Regions from separate parts of the Mus musculus genome. Here all the other regions are linked to region 1. A link is a contact called in public Hi-C and HiChIP or PLAC-seq data. All regions are on one chromosome and are shown on one strand. The core of a region is the stretch at or near the end of the contact, and the rest is flanking DNA. Distances in the headings are between cores, read along the strand shown. Region 1 holds the start of Spef2 (sperm flagellar 2). Region 2 overlaps Spef2 (sperm flagellar 2). Region 3 has its middle 120 kb from the start of Spef2. Region 4 overlaps Spef2 (sperm flagellar 2).

Region 1 (5,087 bases), core at 1,919-4,418:
GATATTAATATATAGACATACTTAATTGTAAACACTAATATAGAATGTAGTACCTAAAGCAAAAGTCAGAGACCTAGGCTCACATCTTAGCTTTATGCTCTATTAAGTGTGTATCTATGACTAATTTTCAGGCATTCTCATTATTATTTTTATTTGGAGATGTTAATTTTATGCTTGTTTTTAACACCAAATAAGAAAACTAGTGTAAAAGTCTATAATATACATATATGTGTTTAATGGACTATAATTATTAATTTTATGTTAATTAGATATTTTATGTATTATATTATGTAATTATATTATATATATTTATATAATTACATATTATAAATTATATGTTAATTTGAGAAAATAACTCTTCAAAGAGTCCATAAAATACTTTAATACAAAAGCATACCTGTTTAACTAGAGATTTTTTCTCTTATTTTTCATGAAGTTTGACTTCTACTTTTGAATTTCTTATTTTAATACTATGTAGAATTTTCCTTTTAAACTCTAAAAGCAACACAAGCTCAATCCAAATAATGAAAAATCATCAAATATATAAACATATATGTGTCTATCTATCTATCTATCTACCTATAATCTATCTATCTCTGTGTGTGTGTGTGTGTGTGTGTGTGTGTACGTACCTGATTCCCCAGGGTAACCAGCATTGACATACTTGGTTATATTTGGTTATATTTTTACATAGCTTCAACATGTTTGTATAAATCACAATATGAAGATTTACAGACATATTAACAATACAGTACATCACTGTATATGCATTTCTATTCTCTATACCTGTGAATATATCTGTATATGTATTTTATAGTTAATAAAACTATAATAATACTAGTTACAGAAAGCTACAATATTTTTACTCAAAAATACACAAAAAATTTACTGTATTCCATGGTATAAAAGAAGAAAGTTTGTGCAACTATTTCTATATTTTTAAGGCTGTTTGTATTCTTTCTGTTCCAGAATCAGCATAGCAAATATCCTTCTACGTTGATTCTTCCTAAGATGACTCAGATTTTCTCAGAAATGAGATTTTGCACTCACTATGTGCCCTTTAAGTACTATTTAATGTTTTACACATAGTAGCCATTTGACTTTGATACAATTCATGAAGTGTCATTAGAAATGCTGTTTTTAAGTACAGTGAGCTTTAGGCTACTGGTTACTAAGTGGTAAATAGGAAGTTTAAGGCCTGGCAGTATGCTCGCCAATCCCTTCTTCTTACACAGCTCTTATCAAGAAGGCACCAAATTATTTTCTTCAATTTACATTTTTTATATTATAAATTTTACAAATTATTGAAAATCTTCCATCATACCCACAGAACAGCTTATCTAATGAGATGATATCTACAAGAGTCAGTGTGTTCTATTAAGTACACAGGAATTCTATCTTGATCAAATATATTCCCTGTACTCTGGATAGCCCTTTACATGCACAATTTGACCACATCAGAGTCTGTGTACTTAGTCTTCTTGTAGCAATTGGGTTTCAGAAATGGTTGCCTTGCTAGTGTTTAAAATGAGATTATCATGGAGTGTCTCTGCTAACGAGTTCCAGATTTATCCTGCAGGAAAAGACAATCTGGGAATTTTCCATTCATAGCTTGTGGTGTTATAATTTTTATTTAAAATGTCTCCAAGCTTTTAATCTTCACAGAATGAAGTCATACTTTCTTCCCAAACCATATTTCTCAAACTTATTAGTATTAGAACAGCATGTAATGTTTTCATGTGTATGGTTAACTCTATTTGCTTGTCCCCAAAGTGTCTTACTCTGCAAGGGTCCTGTGGACTTGAGGAAATGGTGTGGATCTTATTATGAAATAAATGAACCAACTTAAGCTAAGAAATGTGTAACTGCTCCCTCAGAGTAGTGCAACCTTGGGTGTGATACTGCATTTTGGTGGACAGTACTGTGAGAGAGAAAGAGGAAATGATACATGATAAATACTGTCCTGAGTTTAGCATCCTATTTGAGCTGAGAAACTCTCAGAGAACCAAGGAGACAGGACAGGGAAAAAGAATCTATCATTGCTCAAAGCAGGGTGGAGAAGCCTTGGGATATAATAAGTCTAATGTTTATGCCTCACGTAATGCAACTTGGAATATTCCTCACTGAAGATCCTTAGATATCTCACACCTGCACAAATACTACTTACTGTCCTAGCAACTTCTATGGATGACCCAAGGGTGAACTGGCACCGCTGCTCCCATTGGTAGCAACTGGTAGAGAAGCAAGAGAACCTCTGGGAGGTCATGTTGAAATGATTCGTTTTGAAAGCATCTTGCCTGAAGGAAAATCCGTAGCAATTGAAAATGAGCTACCAATAAAGAAACAATAATTCCTCCCCCAGCGAGGAGAAGAGGAAGTGTCTGGTTGCCACTAAATCTGACTTGTTTGTAACTTCCTGGGCCATAAGAATTTAGAAACTTCATGTACAACTTTATGCCTCTGCTAAAATCAAGTAAGGTTAGCTTAGAAAAGGTACCTCAAATGGCCAAAGTTGATAAAGGATAAAGGAAGCTTAAAGTTCCTAAAACTGACAAATGTTAACAGATCTACAATTGTTGTTAAGCAGGGAGAGTGCAAGTGGATCTAATTTATACTGGAGGAAACACAGAAAAAAAGTTGTAACTGTTGAAAGCACTTCCTGCGTGGATTCGTCTTGCACATTTTGATGCGGATGTCATGAAAGCAAAGCAACAGTCAGACTACAGACAGGAACAACTTTTACTCCACACAGGAACAGACCAGTACCTAGAACTTAGCGTCCCTTAGTAATAGAGAGTAGATCAGAAAATCTGAGGGCTAAGACCACGTGATGAGGTCTAATGTCAGAGGCATGATGAAATAAGAAAGCCCCAGTGTGGCTAGGTAGCACTGAGGAGGGCAGGCCAGCACTGCCAGGCACTGCTAGACACTCTGGAGCTACTTTCTATCAGCACCCCCACCCCACCATCCCGTGCTTGCTTCAACTGCTTGCCCTTGGCTGAGTTCACTCACTCACGGTCCGGGACACCCTCAACTCCTGGTTGAGCCACTGGCACAGGATTTCCGACATAGCTCACTGGTGAATTTGACTGCTTGCAGGTGCTAGGAACTTTCCAGGAACTCAGTCAGCTGGACTGCGTCTTCCCGTCGCCCAGGGCAACCAGTTGCTAAGGAAGCTCTTTCAGGCTGGAGCTAGGTCGCCGGCTCAGAGAGGAGGAGGCCCCACTGCATAGCCGTAGTTATCAGAAATTGTTGTCTGCCCCCTACTGGCTTGTAAGACCTGAACCTGTGCTAGTGCAAAAAGAAGGCCTAAAGAGTGTGAGCAGCATTATGAACTAACCAGTACCCCTGAGCTCTTGACTCTAGCTGCATATGTATCAAAAGATGGCCTAGTCGGCCATCACTGGAAAGAGAGGCCCATTGGACACGCAGACTTTGTGTGCCCCCGTACAGGGGAACGCCAGGGCCAAAGGGGGGGAGTGGGTGGGTAGGGGAGTGGGGGTGGGTGGGTAAGGGGGACTTTTGGTATAGCATTGGAAATGTAAATGAGCTAAATACCTAATAAAAAATGGAAAAAAAAAATAAAATGTATTTTCCAAAAAAAAAAAAAAAAAAAAAAAAGAGTGTGAGCAGCAATTATAATAAGAGGTTTCTTAAAAAAAAAAAAAAGTCATTGCCAGATGAACTATAAACCTTGATTTCTCTTCTGTAAATAACCAAGGATAGACTATATAGAGTTATTTGAAATCATAAGCTGGTTTGAAAAGTGGTAATGTGCACTGAACTGTAATTTGTTCAATAAAAGCAATTCTCTAAATTATTCATTGTAATACTTTTATAATTTATTTTTTTTACTATCAATAAGGCCCAAGTTTCACAATGAGGTTTATGTGAGCCATCCTGTCTGGCTTTGATTTCACAAATTCTTTGCCCCGGAAATAATGACTTAATGTCTTTGAACCTCACCGTTCTTTCCTTTAGATGCAGACACAATGCTTGCTTTACAAGTTGAGGAAGTTAAATGAAAACTCACATACTCTGATGACTTGCTTCTGGTAGAAGACCAGCACATGCTTCAAAATTGCTTTTTTTCTTGTAAGGCAATGAGAGGGCTTGCATCTCATCCATGCTTCAAGTAGATCGGAGTTGCTTGTGTTACAGAAGGCAATTATTTCACATAGCTGGTTTGAATTTATTCATGAATGTCCATTTTCACATAGAGACTCATGCCAGTTTCTAAAGCTCAGTTGGCCTCTGAGCTTTCATTTCTTCACCTTCCCTCTTGACCACCCTCTAGTTTCCTCTTCTCTGCCTGTTTTAGAGTGACCTAGCTCAGTTGATATCTACTTTTGTAAATGCTTTCTGCCTTCAGGACCAAAATAACCACCAGGTTGAGTGTTCTCTTTAATTGTCCTGTGTGACATGCACAATTCCTAAAGTCCTACTATACCTCTTTACTTAAACACTAACATGAATTCCACTACTATGTATTTATCGATGGCTAGACTCCTCAATGAGCCAATAAAAAACCCTTAAAGGGAACTGTACATAATTGACTTGGGTAGAAAAATAAAAAGGCATTGAATGTAATAAGACAAAAATATGTATATATTCATAAGGAATATTTTTGCTTTATATATGTATCTGTGTGTGCACTAAGTGTATGTGTGTATTTGCATATAGAGTAAAGGATATTTCTTACCATTCTCCAATAGACAGTTACAAACTCATGGCTGCACAGACAACCTCAGTAAAAAAAATATGTGGGTTATAAAATCATAACACAAAGCTATAAATGTGAGGTAGGCAAACGTAGGGGAAGGTGGTGGTCAGAAATCAAAGAAAGTGTAGTGAGAGTATATATAATGAATATTGTGTGGAAGTGTGCATGCTTACACACATCAGCAAACAAATAAAATAAACTTTTAAAAGCAGTATAGCACATGATAAAGACACACTGAAAACTCTTTAAGCTCTAGCTTCAACTCAAACATATTTGTAAGCCACAAACGTTTACCGTAGCCCCAGGGAGTCAGTAACTTCCATACTTCTTTCTACTCTTGATAAGAGCTTTATTGTGATTTAAA
Region 2 (5,087 bases), core at 900-3,399, 130 kb before region 1:
TGTCATTCAAAATGAGTAGCTTTTAGTAAAATTGCTCCTTAGGAAAAGCGTGAATCAAAGTGCAGTTCAGTCCAATTGCACCAATCTCACTTGGAACTGTTTGCCGACATCCATTTTCTGAATCACACCTCTCTCATTTGGAACTAAAAGTTCCTTTAAATGTTTGTTTTCTAACAAGTCACAGTTTAGTCATTCAAGGGTCTTGGTGCTAAAATCAAGAGTGATTTTTATTTTTTTGTCTGCTTTTAAATGTATGATATTAGATTTACAGAATTCTATCATAACATAAAATTCTGATTCACATATGTCATATTTACCTTAATAATATTAAGTGATCATTTTGCTATGCTTGCTATGAGACATTCCAAAGTACAAAAGAAAGATGCATACTTTTAAATAAATTTCTAGCAAGTACTTGTATTTATACTTTCTAAAGCATTTTCATATACACTTATCACTGAATTTCAATCATTTGAGAATTTTTCTCGTGTTTTTGGAGAAGAAATTGAAGACTTAGGGAGGCTACCAGATTTTTCAAAACTTAAAACAGGCCATGTTTAATTGTGACATATAGCTAACACTCTGGATCTATGTTCCCCTTTAAGAATGCAGTATTTTTCCCAGGTAGATTTGATAGATTTATGACCCACCCATTATATTTTTGAAGTTCAATTAACAATACAAATAATACATTGTCTTTCTAGAACGCCTGCACCTGCTTCCCATCCCTGGGACTTGGCACTCGTGGGTTTTGTGCTAGCCATTACTTCCATCACTGTCATCTTTGTATTGGCTTCAGTGTTGTGAGCATGGTGTCAGCTGCAGCAGCATCTCAAAACTGTACTGATAACTCAGGACCTTGTTAGGTGTGGGCATTGTACTAAATTACGGTATATGAAAAGTAATAGAACCAAGTTCAGTGTTCAGGAAAACATTAACGAGATAAAATGACAAAGTAGGGATGGGTTGATTGCTTAGTAGATAGGATGCTTGCTAAACAAGGATGAAGTCGTGAGTTTGAATCTCCAGAAATGATAAAATACTGGGCCCAGTATTGGCCCTCTGTAGTCTCAGTGCAGCAAGATTGTAAGGGAAACAGGAGAAGGCCCTGAAGACCATGATATGGCTAGCTAGCCTGGCATGCATCTGTGTAAGAGGAAAGCACAAACAACAAAGAGACTGTTCCAAAGAAAATAGAAACTGTGCTGAGACACCCAAGGTTGTCCTCTGACTACTATACGCACACACTGTGATGTGTACATATCCACATTTATACACATAAACTGCATACAAACTTCATACACACACACATAGGGAGGGAGGGAGGGAGGGAGAGAGAGAGGGAGGGAGGGAGGGGAAGAGAGGAGAAAGAGAAGGAGAGAAGAGAAGAGAGAGAGAGAGAGAGAGAGAGAGAGAGAGAGAGAGAGAGAGAGAGAGAGAGAGGGAGGGAGAAAGAGAGAGAAGAGAGAACATGAGTATGATGAACCAAGTCACTGGGAGGAACATTAGAAACTACAAAGAGAAGAACTCATGAAGTCATGAGCATAGAAGGCATAGAAGTCAGGGGCTTCGGGAAAAAAAAAGGTCAAAATCAAAAGTATAAACTAGCTGTAATGACAAAACCAAACCAAACAAATAAAACTACAGAGGATCTAAGCAAGTACAAGAAGGAGATCCATATTAGAAGAGGAAAGAGTACTAAGATGGCACCATAATGGTACAGAGTAAAGTGAGCAAGCTTGATCCTCTCAGTAGGAAGGTTGCTGAGGTAGTAATGACCAGACATAGCAGAAAAGGCAGAGTCTCTGGGCCTCTAAGTCAAGATTAGAAACTCAATAATGGCTTTGGGAATGACCATAGCATACTTCATTTATATCATTAGTTAGAGAACATATCTGTACCTTATAAACATTGTGTTATTTTAAAATAACACCCTTTTACCAGGCTCAGGAACATCACAGAAGAGAAGGCACAAAGAGTGGAAGAACTGGAGACATGCAGCAAAAGTGATGTCTCCTGGAAGTGACAGAACCATTGTGTTCCCGGTGAGTTACACAGCAGTTGCCCAAGAGTGGGCCAGAAGCACTCCATCATGGGAGATATAAGTGTCCACGAGGCTTGTCACAGGAAGGGTGGAACCCTTTTAAGGGTTTCAGCCCCAGACAAGCAGCCCTTGCCCCACTGAGTAACTCCTCACCCACATCCAGGAAACTAACTTAGACTGAACAAAAGAGAGTTAGGAGGGAGACTCCTTGAGAGACAGTGGCTATAAAGAAGGGAACTGGATGATCAAAATAACTGAAATTCTTTATATGAGTATATTAACCAGAAACATTTTTAAAGATGAAAAATACTATATTAAAATTGGTTTGTTTCTTTGTTTGCTGTGTATATACGTGTGTGTGTGTGTGTGTGTGTGTGTGTGTGTGTGTGTGTGTGTGAATATGTGTGTGCTGTAGTATGTGCAGAAATCAGAAGATGACTTGTAAGGTCAGTTCTCCCTTCTACTACTCAGGTTCTAAGGATGAAACCCAGGCTGGTAGGCTTAGCAGTGAAGCGCCTCTACCCTCTGCTACATCTAGCTAGCCCCTTGCTTATTTGTTTGTTTAAACAATCTAATGATTGCCAGGTGTGGTGGTGCACACCTTTAATCCCAGCACTTGGGAGGCAGAGGCAGGCGGATTTCTGAGTTCAAGGCCAGCCTGGTCTACAGAGTGTGTTCCAGGACAGCTAGGTCTACACAGAGAAACCCTGTCTCAGAAAAAAAAAAAAAAAAACAAAAAACAAAAAAACAAAACCAAAAAAAAAAAAAACAATCTAATGATAATTATCTTTAGCTGTATCTTTTAAAAATATTATATAGTTGCAGATATATTTTGGATCTATTATCTTGATATGTGCCTTTTATTGCTTGTCCCAAATATTTTACCTTCTTTTGTATTATACTTGATAATTCAAAGAGAAAACAAATGTAACAAGAGTATTTTTTAAAACCCAAGATTTAAACATTACATATGTGTAGATATAATTTTATACATATTTGAAGCATGAATACTTGCTACATAACAAGAGCTGTGCTAAAGCTGCCCATTATGAGAATGAACCTATTCTTTTCTACCTGCATTTTGGTTGATTCTTGTAGTATATATCTTTGAAACTATTAAACCAGACTGTTGGGAAGTTTAGGATGAAAAACCTGTCTAGTGAACTGAACATCTTGTTTGGGGATAATCTTTACCTATAATGTACTTTTTGTAAATTTTACTTTGAGATTGTTTACATATAGTAAGTTATATAACTTACATATGAACAATAAGGTAGATGCATACACACACACAGACACACTCACATACACACACACACAAGCAAATGGTATGTAGATGAGAGCATATAGTCCCAGGTCTGAGGCAGATTTGTATACTCATGGGAACTAAGAGATGCATGTGAGAATGTTCACAACAGCTGTGTCCACTGACATCAAACCAAGTGTGGATCAGCAGCAACATCGTTACCCAAATTGTGATGCAGTCATGTTACAGAACACTGCATAACAAAGAAAATGAACAGAATAAGTATGAGATGACTTTAATGAATAATGTTCTAAAAATGAACACACACACACACACACACACACACACACACACACACACACACACAGCAAAGAGTCCATTTCCTGAAAACTCAAAGGCAGGCAGAACTACCATATATTGTATAGGAGTTACAGACTTCGGTTCTGAAAGAATGACTGAAAAAGCAAGATGGTAGTTCACTTAAGACAGCTAAGATTTGGATGACACCTGAGGAGACCTAACAGCTGCACAGCTGGTTTTACTAATTCCTGTGTACAGGGGTCATGAGTGCTTACTTTAGAGAGTGTGTGAAGCCAGGCAAATGCATTTTATGCATTTTCTTGATGTGAGCAATATCCACACTTAAACGTTCTTTGGAACAAGTATGACAAGAAAAGAGTTTGAAATTACTCTGTGAGAAACAAAAGAAAGAGATGAGTAGACCAAAAGAAAATTGGGGGAGAAAGGAGACCTCTTTGTTCTGTTTGGGATAAAGGCTCACAAATCAGACCCCAAAGGAAGCCAAGGAGGATCTCCCGTAAGATTACGAAGCAGGCTTCTCTTTCACCTCTTTCAAGAGACCTTTGATGGGGTCACTACTCTTTTATGATTAGAGTACTTCAATGAAATCAAAGAATGCTTGATGCAAAAGAAAACTAAAAGGCAAGTGGGGTAGAACAGAATCCAAGCAAAATCTTCCTACATTTCTAAGTGGGTATTAGTTCTCTACTGCAAAAGGATAATAATGCTTACTCTCTTGTGATTTAGAAAACAAACAAACAAACAAAGATCAGACAGGTTGAGGTGACAAGTCAAATGGCAAATTGGCTAACTGGGCTTTGTGTTTTCTTTCTTGACTTTGTAAAAGTATTTATTTCTAAGAATTATATTTCATTCTTTAAAACCAAAAGCAGTAGTATCACATTAAAAAATTAAGAACCAAAAACATTTCATTTCTGTTTTTTTTTCCTAGGAAATGGAAAAATATGGCCATGCTGGACCTCATTATTAGATGACCAAGTTGGCCAGTATAGTGTAGCACATGTCACAGTCAACAAGGGTATGATTTATACAGGGCCACCATCGTACCCTCCTTAACAATCTCTTGACCTTTAGTCCCCAGCTTTTGCTACCTAGTTTAGCAGTGAAATGAATTTAATATTGCCTCCCTTCTTACATGATTTCAAAGACTTGGTGACTATATCTCTTAACTTCCTACTTCTTTCAGGAAAATTAGTCCCTTAATAATCCCTTTAGAAGTAATAATAGTTTCTGAAAGGCATGCAATTTTTTTTTACACCATGACTGTGACTATCATATAAATGTTACACTTGGACAATGTTACCAACCCTGCCACCTAAGTAGTAGGATTGTTAACAAGAAATGCAGCCATAGGCACTGCTCACCATGTTAGAGATGGCTAATGAAGCCTGCTGCCAGGTGTCCAATAAAATCTTCTCATCTATTTCAAAGTTGGCTTCCAGGACTTCTAAAGGAGGATCAGATCTGCCCTTCAGA
Region 3 (5,087 bases), core at 1,305-3,804, 120 kb after region 1:
CACAGTGTAACCACTTTGGAAACGGTACTCCTGTGTTGTATCTCAATGTGTCTGAAGTGGAAAGAGAAAACATTCTAAGTGATTATCCTGAACCCTTTTAAGCTAAGAATTCTCTAAAGCAGTAATTGACATAAACAACTGCTTGAGATTTTACAGTGTAGGTAGCACATACTTCTTCACACTTCTGTTTTTCAAATAACTGCAAAGCTCTTAGGCAAGCAACGTGTATTGTATATGTAACACTACAGTATATGTATGCAACTGCCTTCTGCAATTTCAATGAAAGTAATTGCCAGGGTCAAGACAAGATGACTTAAGATTCGGCTGAGAGCAAGGACTTAAGGTTTAGAAAGTAGCTTCTGATACATCCAATGTGGCTTAGATGTGAGATAGCAACTTTCCACACTGCTAACAGCAAAGAGACAGAACACTAAATTTAGTAACAGCTTACCTTAAATTATCCATAATCTTCTTATGCTGGAAAATGAATACATCTTAACCTAATCCAGGTAACTTATTTCGACAGCAAATCCTAACCAAAAGTAAATGTAGCCATATTTCCATGGTCCAAGCAAGGACTATCAGCAGTCTCTAGGAGACTGAGGTCTGATCACAAAGCAATGCTCTGTTTTATAATTAGGGGGAGGGGGATCTGGAAAGTAAATCCTGTGAGTCAGAGGAGTTTTAATTATTTGAAAGATAGACTAGACCCAATACCCCACATTTTAGTATCTAAAAGGGAAAAAAAAAAAGGAAAGAAGTGGAGTGGGCACAGAAAATGAGCCTGGAGCATCCTTTCCTGCCAGACAGTAAAGAAGCGCTCAGTACAGCCTAAACCATACCAATAGGAACCAGACAAAGTCAAACTCCTGCATCATGGCCAGTGTGTTAAAGAGTGGGTAGAAGGTTTCAGGGGTGACCCATGGGCATCAATTACTTCTATATCTTTGCAACCAAACTACCTACAGCCTTTCATATCCCATTTCCAGGTCTCCATGGGTGCTTTATAATAGTGTGTCAAATATTCTTACAAGAAAAATGGAAGAGGTGAACCCAAGGTCAGCTAATGTAAGGAAGCTAAAGTAAGGGGAGTTTCTTTGCCATTTTCATTATGAACCAGACTTCTGTTTCATCAGAAAGAATATTTTTAAAGTAAATAGTCAAGAGATGAATGAATATGGCTTATGACTCATAAATATGAAAAAGACTAAATGTTTAGGATGAAAGTTATTCACAGGCAAATAATAATATCCAATAATTTCAGTAATATCTTCCCAAAATATTTGATACTCTTTGGGTAAAGATCCTGCTTTTGAAATAGGTTTAGGTTGACTTTTCTCATTAGCTCTCAAGGCAGTGGCATGAAATACTTATATCTAAAGTAGCGGGTCTTGAAAGCAGGCTTTGGAGGAATTTTTTTTTCTGGGTCATTTTCTAGACTACTGTGAGAAAGAAAGATGCATGTCCTAGGTTCATGAATCAAAAATTAGAAACATTAAAATGTATTGAAATAATTAGTATATTATTGACTTGCTCTGTGAGGGCCAAATAATATATATATTACTCAATGCACATGAAATATTATTTTCTATATTCTAGGAACATTATTTTGTATAACATGTATTTGATATATTCTCTATATTTATCTTTTAGACTTATAACATATAATATGAATTTCCTTTATGTATGCATTCACATACATAGACATCATTAAACATTCATTTTGCAGTTTTCTTCCTCTGTAGCCTTTAGATTTGAACACTAATATCAAGAACAAAGGCAAAACAGAGTAGGAAACACAATTTTCCTTCTTTCTTTTTATCTTCTAGCATTTTGCCTAAGGAGGAACTGAGTATCTGTCATGGAAAACTATTTCTTTTATGGAAATAAAATAGCAACAAAACTCAAAATGTGCCCGTCATGTCTGAAAACAAAGTCATCACTAACAAAATTAAGCAATGGAATTTTCTGCCTGTTTTATGGGCTGGTCTGAAGTTGAGTTTAGGGGGACAGAAAATGAAAGGCAAAAACAGACAGCAGCTTTTCACCATGTAAGAGGGTGCGAAAATGTTTTCGCACCTGAAAATGAATCTTCCCCCTGCTGTAGTTCTTGGAGAGAAAAACGAATAGAAATGTACTGGGCTGAAACCTCTGTTCAGTCCTGGCCTGTTTGCCTCTACAGCCAGCTGAATGCCTGACTGTCTTACTCACTCAGGGGTGGGTTCTGTCCTTATTGCACGCCAATTCCAGGAACTTCCTGTAGCCACCAAAAGGGGAGTAAATTATGTGCAGCAGGTGGTGATTGACTTCACAATGACACTGAGGTCTACTATTAAGTCCTATTTCCTCTTTATCACCACACTCTGCTCATCCAGCCCACAGTGGCTCTCATCACACTCTGCAAACCTTGTCTGTGCTGAGAGGCAGCCTCTTGAGCCCAGAAGTAAGAATTCTGTGCTTGTGGCTCGCTGACAAATCTCTGGTTCCTGGAATTGTTTGGCAGGTGGATTTGCAGAAGCACGAAATTGTCATAACCTGACAAGGAGATGAGTAAAAGAGTGAGGTACCTGGAGTCTGCCCCCCACTTCCTTTCCACCCACAGCATCATAGGCCTTCCCTCTTTGGGTAGAAGCTGCAATCATCGAGGCTCGTGGATTTCCAAAATACAGAAGGAGGCTCAAATAAGTATTTCTGTGCATGTTGAGGTTGCCCTGCTTAAAAATTAAAGGCAATTTATAAGAAAATTCATGCAATTCCCACCCAAGTGCCTGTCTAGCCTTAGTTCCTGTGAGTACCTTTGTGCTACTGTTTTCTTAGCTCCTGCATTCTTCCCCATCTTCTGACTTTGTTAGGAGCCACAGGTTATACAGGAAAACACTCCAAGGATTGCTACTCACATTGTTTCTCATCCAAACTCACCTTCTTGACTCTGAAGTAGAGTGAGTCAGGGAGAAGTGGGAAGCTCTACAGAAGTCATTTTGTGCTACAAAGACCCCATGTTTGCTTTGACAATGATTTGAGATACAATGAACACATTGCACAGTCTAGCACCAGAAGTGCTTTGGGGCTGTAGCTTTTTGGAGTATTATACAGAAATAATTAAATAAATGAGTGAATAAATAAGTAAATAATACATACATACATACATACACACACACACACACATACATACATACATACATACATACATACATACACACATACATACATACATACATAAAAGCTATCCACAGGATGGATGAGTAGCTGAAGGACACTAAGACTACTGAAGTAAAAATGAAACCTATTACCTTCTCAGAGGCCTGATCAATGTAGACAATTTAGTTCTATTTTCTCCTCTGTAGTTAAATCAACCTAAAAATACAGAAAGTAATTAAAATTCACAACTTTGTAAGCAGCTTTCAAATTACTAATGTTTATGCAAAGATATGGGACATGGAATTTCCGATGGGTATACATGGATATACGTGCAAACATGAATGAATGGATGGATTTTGGACAAAGCATCGTATTTTGCTAATTGTACACACTGTAGTTCAGCTTCCCCTTGGGCTTAGCTTATGATAGACACTGTGATTAAAGGGTTAAAATTCCGCCTTCAAACTGCTTTTATCTGCTGGAAGATATAGATGCACTTTTTAAAGGTAGAAAATCAGTGTTGTAAATGTGGTGGGGACTATGAATCTTGAAGCAACATTTATGGGAGAGCTTTATCTTTCACAGCAAGAAGCAGATAAGTCAGAGAGTACAGGGAAGGACTGTGAATAATGATAAGATGTTCCTCTCTCTGGTTACAGTGTGAGTGATGATCCATAGATCCTGCCAGTACACAAGCAGCACTACAGGGTGTAGCGGCTCCTAGGAAAGCAAAGAGAAGGTGGGGAAATACGTGAAGATTTGAAGCTCTGATCTGTAAGTTCTCCTGCTGTGGTACAGAGGTGCTCACAGGAGATAAGGCTGGAGAAGTAGGAACAACATGCTTCTTCTTATAAATCTACGTGTTAGAGCATCTAGAGGAGATGATATTTGTCCCATGTCTCACCTTCAATATGTGCATTAGAGTCCACTGGGGTGGGGCTAGGGAGATGGCTCAGTAGGTAAGATGCTAGCTGCAGTAGCATTAGAATCTAAGTTCTACATAAAAGAAGTAGTCAAGGTAATGAAGATCTGGAACCCACAGCACTTGGTAAGAGAGAAGAGGCAGGTCCCTGTAGTTCACTGTCCAGTGAGTCAAGCAGAAACAAGGAGTTCTTGGCTTAATGAGAGAACCCATCTCAAAAGAGAAGATAGTGAGTAATAGAGAGAGGAATTCAAAATTGACTTCTGACCTCTACACATACATGCACGGGAAAACTAAAACACAATCAGCTGAGGTACATATTTATAGTACAGAGCTGAAGGTCCAACTCTTGACTGGACAGAGAATACCAGAGTCCAGCGTGATAACTCTGAAAATTCTAACAACAGCAGCCTTCATGATAACTGTGAAAGAAACAGCCTTCCTTGGAATTAACACTCTACACATAAGGGGGTGGTGTTCAACCTTCTTTTTTTTTTCTTTTTCATTTTTAAAAATTTTATTAGATATTTTTTTCGTTTACATTTCCAATGCTATCCTGAAACTCCCTTACACCCTCCCCCCACCCTGTTCCCCTACCCACCCACTACCACTTCTTGGCCCTGTGTTCCCCTGTACTGGGACATATAAAGTTTGCAATACCAAGGAGCCTCTCTTCCCAATGATGGCTGACTAGGCCATCTTCTGCTACATATGCAGCTAGAGACATGAGCTCGGGGGATACTGGTTAGTTCATATTGTTGTTCCGCCTATAGGGATGCAGGACCCTTCAGCTCTTGGGTACTTTTTCTAGCTCCTATATTGGGAGCCCTATGTTCAATCCAATAGATGACTGTGAGCATCCACTTCTGTATTTGCCAGGCCTAGTCTCACATGAGACAGCTATACCAGGGACCTTCTAGCAAAATCTTGCTGGCATATGCAATAATGCCTGCATTTGGTGGCTGATTGTGGAATAGATCTCCAGGTGGGATAGTCTCTAGATGGTCCATCCTTTCGTCTTAGCTCC
Region 4 (5,087 bases), core at 1,316-3,815, 75 kb before region 1:
GAGCTTGTAGCTCCGTTTCTAGATGCCCCAATGCTTTTGTCTGATCACTGTGAGCATTTGCATATATATATGGTGCATATAGCCACACAAAAGCACACATATAAACACACAGGGAGAGGGAGAGGGGGAGGGAGGGGAGAGGGGAGAGGGGAGGGGAAGAGGGAGGGGGAGAGAGACTGAATAATAAATGAATTTTTAAAAAAACACATAAGCAAAATTGACAAAGGGAAAAAAAAGACAAAGCATGCTATACTCCCTTCTCTGTTGAAGTCTGGCCACCAAGATCACACCATATTCTGATTCTTGAATCAAACAACCAAGAATCAGAAACATTCCCTTGTATCTCAGTTGTCCCTCTCAGCTGTCACTAAAGTTCAGAGTGAACAGAGTATGAGTCCTTCTTTTTGTGCTTCATTATAGAATATTTTGTCTCCCTAGATCCAGTGGAATATTTTTCCAGCTGTTATCAGCCCATGACACTGAAACTTTAGATAATTTGTCTCAGGATTAACCAGTTTTTCATTTCAGGCTAGACAATGTATACACAGCCAGTAAACTCTTTGTTTCAGAGACCTCCCTGTCTAAAGTTTGATGTAAAGATAAGATTATAAAGAATATGTTGTCGTGGATAACAAACTTGGAAAAAGAAAATCAGCACTGGGAAGAAGTAAGAGTAAAATACGGGACCATAAAGTCAAATATACATGAGACTACTTACTGATACCATACTATAATATTGTGAAATATTTATGCCTCTTTCTGCACTATGAACTCGCTTTAGAATAAACACAAATTGACCATGAGAAATAAAAAATAATTAATAGGAAAAAATTTTCAACAGCTCTCACTGAGTTTCATCCAAAACACAAAGTACTCATAAACTGGGAATAAACAGAAAATGACAAAGAAAAAAGAAAGCCTTGAGCTAGACTAAAAGGGTTAGAATTAAAGCAATACAGCACTGGGGTGTGACTTCACGGCATTCAAGACAATGAAGGGCCTCAGAAGTATAGTACTCGGTTTCTCTCCATCTACATTAATGATAAAACAAGATGAAATGGTTTTAGAATACAAAATCATGGTGGCTTTTGTTTATTTGTTTTGTTTTGGGTTTTTCTTGGTTATAAAATTTATGATATTCAAAGCTAAGAAAGAATGCCTTGGATTAAAAGGAATGAGAGTTGCTCAGAGAAAGACACACTGAGGAGTGCATTAATAGCATGCGAGTCAGTAAAGGGTCCGGAATGCTCACAGGGTGCGGTAATCACCCCTTCTACAGAATAGATGACTGAAAAAGAAATGTGGACACTTCAGCTTCTTTTCTGCCTATCAATTTTGTCTTTCTATATCCACCAAGGTTGTTCTTCATCTGTCCTGATATCACTTCTGAGGTTTGACCAAACACTCTGACCAAAAGCAACTTAGAGGAGAAAAAGCTCTATTCACAATTCCAGGTTATAGTCCATTACTGTGGGTGGGTCAGGTCAGAAACCCAATACAGCTAGTCATGCTGTAGTTGAGAGCCCAGACAAACGAATGCACACATTTGTAATGCTTAGATTGTTTTTTTTCTGTTCTTAAACAGCCCTTGAATGAAACTTAGGGAAATGCATTTCTTATAATGGGCTGGTTTTTGGTTTTGACATCATTTAATGGAATTAAGAAAATATCCCACAGGCATATCCAAAGGCCAATCTTAAGTAGGCAGTCCCTCATTGAGATTTTCTTCCCAGGTGCGTTTATATTGTGGCAAGTTCAAAATGTAATCATCTTATCATTTCTTTTCTCACAGTTGAACTAAAGTAGTTATCTTTAAATTTAAAAAAAAATGAGCAAACAAACAAACATCACCACAACAGAAAAACAACCTTGTCTTCAAAACTAATTACCAGGAAAATAAATTATATTATCTCTATGCCCTTCTCTATAAGATAGAAGAAGAAAGGAAAAAGAGAACAGGTCCTAAAAGGAAATTCGAAGTATTCTGAACCTATGCTCTCCCCTTTTTCACAAAAATGTTTCTAGAAAGCTACCTTCATCTCCACTCCCTGCCTCTGAGCCTCTCCTTCAGGCTTGGCAATCCATCTCCCCCCTCCCCTGTCTAATGAAGTCACCAAAAATGTCAACGCCAATGGTTATGTTTCCATCCTTATCTCAATGTATTTTTCTATAACATGTATAGGAAGAACTCAGCTTACAGGGCTTCCATTAGCTATTAGGTTGTTTTCATATTCACAATATATCAAATGAAGTCAGATTGAAATTCTAGAAGCCACCAGATTACATACTGTATTAATGACTGAGAATGGGAGTTCAGTTTCACCATTGTTACTCTAGGCTTTGAGCTCTCTTTAAATGTTTATTTTAATATTTTAATTAGATCTCCAAAAAGGAAATTATACACAAGTGTATAACCTAATGAATTAATAAACAAAAATATGCAGGATACAGATCAACAAATACCAGCCTTAAAAGCCTCTAATGTCCCATTGCTATTAACCTCAGAGGGTGATCACTCATAGCCTGAGCTGGAAACCTTGCAGTGTTTCCTCTCACCTTCTGCAAGTCACTGCTCTCTCTCACAAGCTAAGTCATGCTCTCTCTGAATGGCTAAGACAGGCACTGAGTCTTCCACAAGGATGCTGGTCTTCTGCAGTGATTATTCCTTCTCCCCAGGTCTCCTTGATCTCCTCCCTATTATCTTTGAGCACTGGCTGGATTGATGGCCTTTGCTGCCTACCTGCCTTTGGGTGTAGCATGCCTACCTGAGATGTGGCTCATCAGACTTCTCTATGGATTGCAGTCATTTTAAGACAGTATGTTGAACCTGTTCCTAGTGACTATGCTCTAACACACTGGTTAGACTTCTACTATTTTTGGAGGGAGATTAGACTGCACTTTACTCCTAAATATCTGCTCTTTGCTTATGAAACACAAGATATAGAGGCACACAGCAGATTAAGTGTTTGATGACTTCCTCACCACTATCCCAGGTAGATCTCACTCCAAATGCTGTGTTAGTCGTGAGAGATTTAACAAAAGAATAATTCATGCTATCATTTGGTAAAACATGTATTTTAAGAGTAAATCTGTAACAAAGATCTCATGAAATGAATTGAGCTTTAGCAATAATTCACTCAGTCAGTTCATAAGAGAATTGGTAAAGACTGACAAGCAATTCAAAACAGGAAGTACACACCATTATAAGCAACTGGCAATGAAGGGATAGATATTAATAGGTGAAAAAAAGAGACTGGCTACTACCTATAGGGAAATATATTTTCGGTGGTATTTTTGACAGTGTAGAAATTGTATCTCAGTTGAAGAAAATTCACCAGGATGACTGCAAGCAGATGAAATTTGAATTGCTAGCAATTTCCTCTAACTTATGGACTTATAGAATAATCAAGTTGAAGTTACAGCTCATAACAGAACCAGTTATCTTAAAACATCTAGTAGAAAATATGCAAGTCTCTACTGAGAAAATACCCAGGAAACTTTCATTCCTTTCAAAGCCTTCCACAAACTTTCCTAGCGTTTATTACATATTACTCCAATCCTTTGCATTAAAACCCAATGTCTTTGAATATCCATGGCAACACCATAGTCTTTTTTATTACATACGATAGAAAACTGAACTGTAAGGAATGAAATATATTTGTCCTGGGGTCTCTGATTTCTGGAAGGCTAAGGTGAGAACATTATTGAGTTTATGAGTTTAAAACCAGCCATAAAATGAGACCTTACCTCATAAAAAAATAGACAATAAATAAAATTTAAAGCACAACAACAAAAAACCCAATGAATCAAGTTTCTCAAGTACCTTATAAGGGGAAATTAAGGCTTAAGAATATATACTTTTATCTTGGTAAATGTTTAATTTGTAGGATAAAATATTTCCACTTTGATGATAAGAAAAATCAAGTCCATCTAGAGTTTTGGCAATAGTACTCAACTTTACCAATGAGCAGTTACAGCCACTGTTTCTAGCCTCCTTAGAGTTAATACATAATCCAAGAAAGAATGTTGCAAGATCCTTACATACAATACAGTAGATATAGTGTTATCAGCATCATTAAGGTACCAGATAGCTACAAATTGTGTCTCTGTGTGTACAAGTCTCAGAGGAAGCTCTGACATGGAGAGCTGTCAATTTGCTGGAAAAGGCCAGTGAAGTGCTTAGAGTTGGCCCAGAATTCTCCCTTAGTTCCAGGTTTGGCTAACACTAAATACTGTCAGTAAAAACAAGAGACAATGAACTCAGCTAGATAACACTTTGAAAAACAGATTAAATGAAACTATTAATTTAGTCAAAGAACATTTTCAATATAATATATTTGACCATGCTTTTCCCTCCTCCTAGATTCTTTCTACCTCCCTATACAGCCAGCTTCATGTTCTCTTGCTCTTCAAAAAACAAAAACAGAAAAATAAAATAAAACCATGGAGTTAAAAAGAAAACCCACAGGTTTTTAAAGCACGTTTGATTATGAAAAAGAGTGTAACGTTTAAAAAAAATCAATGTATTCCTCTTACCTATGATATCATTAGTTCGAGCCAACGATGAGTTATCGGAAATATCTAGCAATATGACAAAATCAAGTGCAGATGGGAGAAGAGAGACCTCTGTGGAAGTTGAGGGGTCTAGGGCCAATGTGGGCATTTGTTCTTTCTTCTTCTTTAACTGTAGGAATTTTCTTTTGTACCCTGTAAGTGCTTCCTCCAGGAGTTTGGCTTGATTTAATGTTATTGGAAATCCATCAAGAACCCAGCTTTGGTCCACAGGTATCTCCCTAAATTCAAACAGCACAATCCATTAGCATGATGATAGACACCATGGCTCTTCAAAAGTCAGTGATACAATGAACACCTTTACTTTATTGTAAATTCATCCTATTGCATAGATGTTGCTATTTTATAGCTAGAGTATGAGGTTTCCTTATGTGTTCTGATTGCTTCCTTGCTTAAAATCCTTCTGTGGGTTTCTGCTGTCATGTAGATGTGTGCTCTGAACTTGTAACTACCTTTCACAATTTTAAATGCTTGCAGGCAGATATCCTCAGCACGGTGTGCATATGTGCTGTGTG

What was found. A called contact is a pair of places that touch in the nucleus more often than the background predicts. HiChIP or PLAC-seq counts read pairs in DNA pulled down with a chosen protein or histone mark.
Region 2: a BATF HiChIP or PLAC-seq map of CD8 T cells shows a contact between it and region 1, with 5 read pairs. The contact joins the enhancer-like site here to the promoter of Spef2 in region 1. A contact is called at or near these places in 4 of 39 promoter capture datasets (the C10 cell line, pre-B cells and stem cell-derived epiblast-like cells), 4 of 484 Hi-C or Micro-C datasets (the C10 cell line, CD8 T cells, bone marrow-derived macrophages and 1 more), 4 of 115 datasets of contacts at active chromatin or transcription factors (the 230-238 cell line, CD8 T cells, bone marrow-derived dendritic cells and 1 more) and 2 of 9 other capture datasets (liver and macrophages).
Region 3: a contact with region 1 is called in a BATF HiChIP or PLAC-seq map of CD8 T cells, with 10 read pairs. The contact joins the enhancer-like site here to the promoter of Spef2 in region 1. A contact is called at or near these places in 3 of 39 promoter capture datasets (the C10 cell line and pre-B cells), 1 of 15 datasets of contacts at CTCF or cohesin (pro-B cells), 6 of 484 Hi-C or Micro-C datasets (the C10 cell line, Th1 cells, bone marrow-derived macrophages and 3 more), 3 of 115 datasets of contacts at active chromatin or transcription factors (CD8 T cells, Th17 cells and large pre-B cells) and 2 of 9 other capture datasets (adipose tissue and macrophages).
Region 4: a Hi-C map of Th2 cells shows a contact between it and region 1, with 2.4 times the contacts expected there. The contact joins the enhancer-like site here to the promoter of Spef2 in region 1. A contact is called at or near these places in 1 of 39 promoter capture datasets (the C10 cell line), 3 of 484 Hi-C or Micro-C datasets (CD4 T cells, Th2 cells and macrophages), 1 of 115 datasets of contacts at active chromatin or transcription factors (CD8 T cells) and 2 of 9 other capture datasets (adipose tissue and liver).

What each region holds. Positions count from the first base shown.
Region 1 is chr15:9,745,700-9,750,786 of GRCm38.p6, forward strand. Spef2 (sperm flagellar 2) reads right to left here and starts at 3,169. Exons shown (of 37, transcript NM_001305042.1): 1 at 3,013-3,169. The coding sequence starts at 3,070.
Region 2 is chr15:9,620,997-9,626,083 of GRCm38.p6, forward strand. Spef2 (sperm flagellar 2) reads right to left here. Exons shown (of 37, transcript NM_001305042.1): 26 at 4,976-5,087. Among named protein-coding and RNA genes, the nearest start is that of Il7r, 94 kb to the left of the region's middle. Within about 2 kb of position 2,150, at least 10 of the 459 cell types and tissues checked have an H3K27ac peak or open chromatin away from gene starts, as enhancers often do. A contact at or near this core is called in CD8 T cells, where this site is marked.
Region 3 is chr15:9,868,002-9,873,088 of GRCm38.p6, forward strand. No RefSeq gene overlaps it. Among named protein-coding and RNA genes, the nearest start is that of Spef2, 120 kb to the left of the region's middle. Within about 2 kb of position 2,555, at least 24 of the 459 cell types and tissues checked have an H3K27ac peak or open chromatin away from gene starts, as enhancers often do. A contact at or near this core is called in CD8 T cells, Th1 cells, Th17 cells and 1 more, where this site is marked.
Region 4 is chr15:9,671,751-9,676,837 of GRCm38.p6, forward strand. Spef2 (sperm flagellar 2) reads right to left here. Exons shown (of 37, transcript NM_001305042.1): 16 at 4,537-4,793. Among named protein-coding and RNA genes, the nearest start is that of Spef2, 75 kb to the right of the region's middle. Within about 2 kb of position 2,566, at least 2 of the 459 cell types and tissues checked have an H3K27ac peak or open chromatin away from gene starts, as enhancers often do. A contact at or near this core is called in Th2 cells, where this site is marked.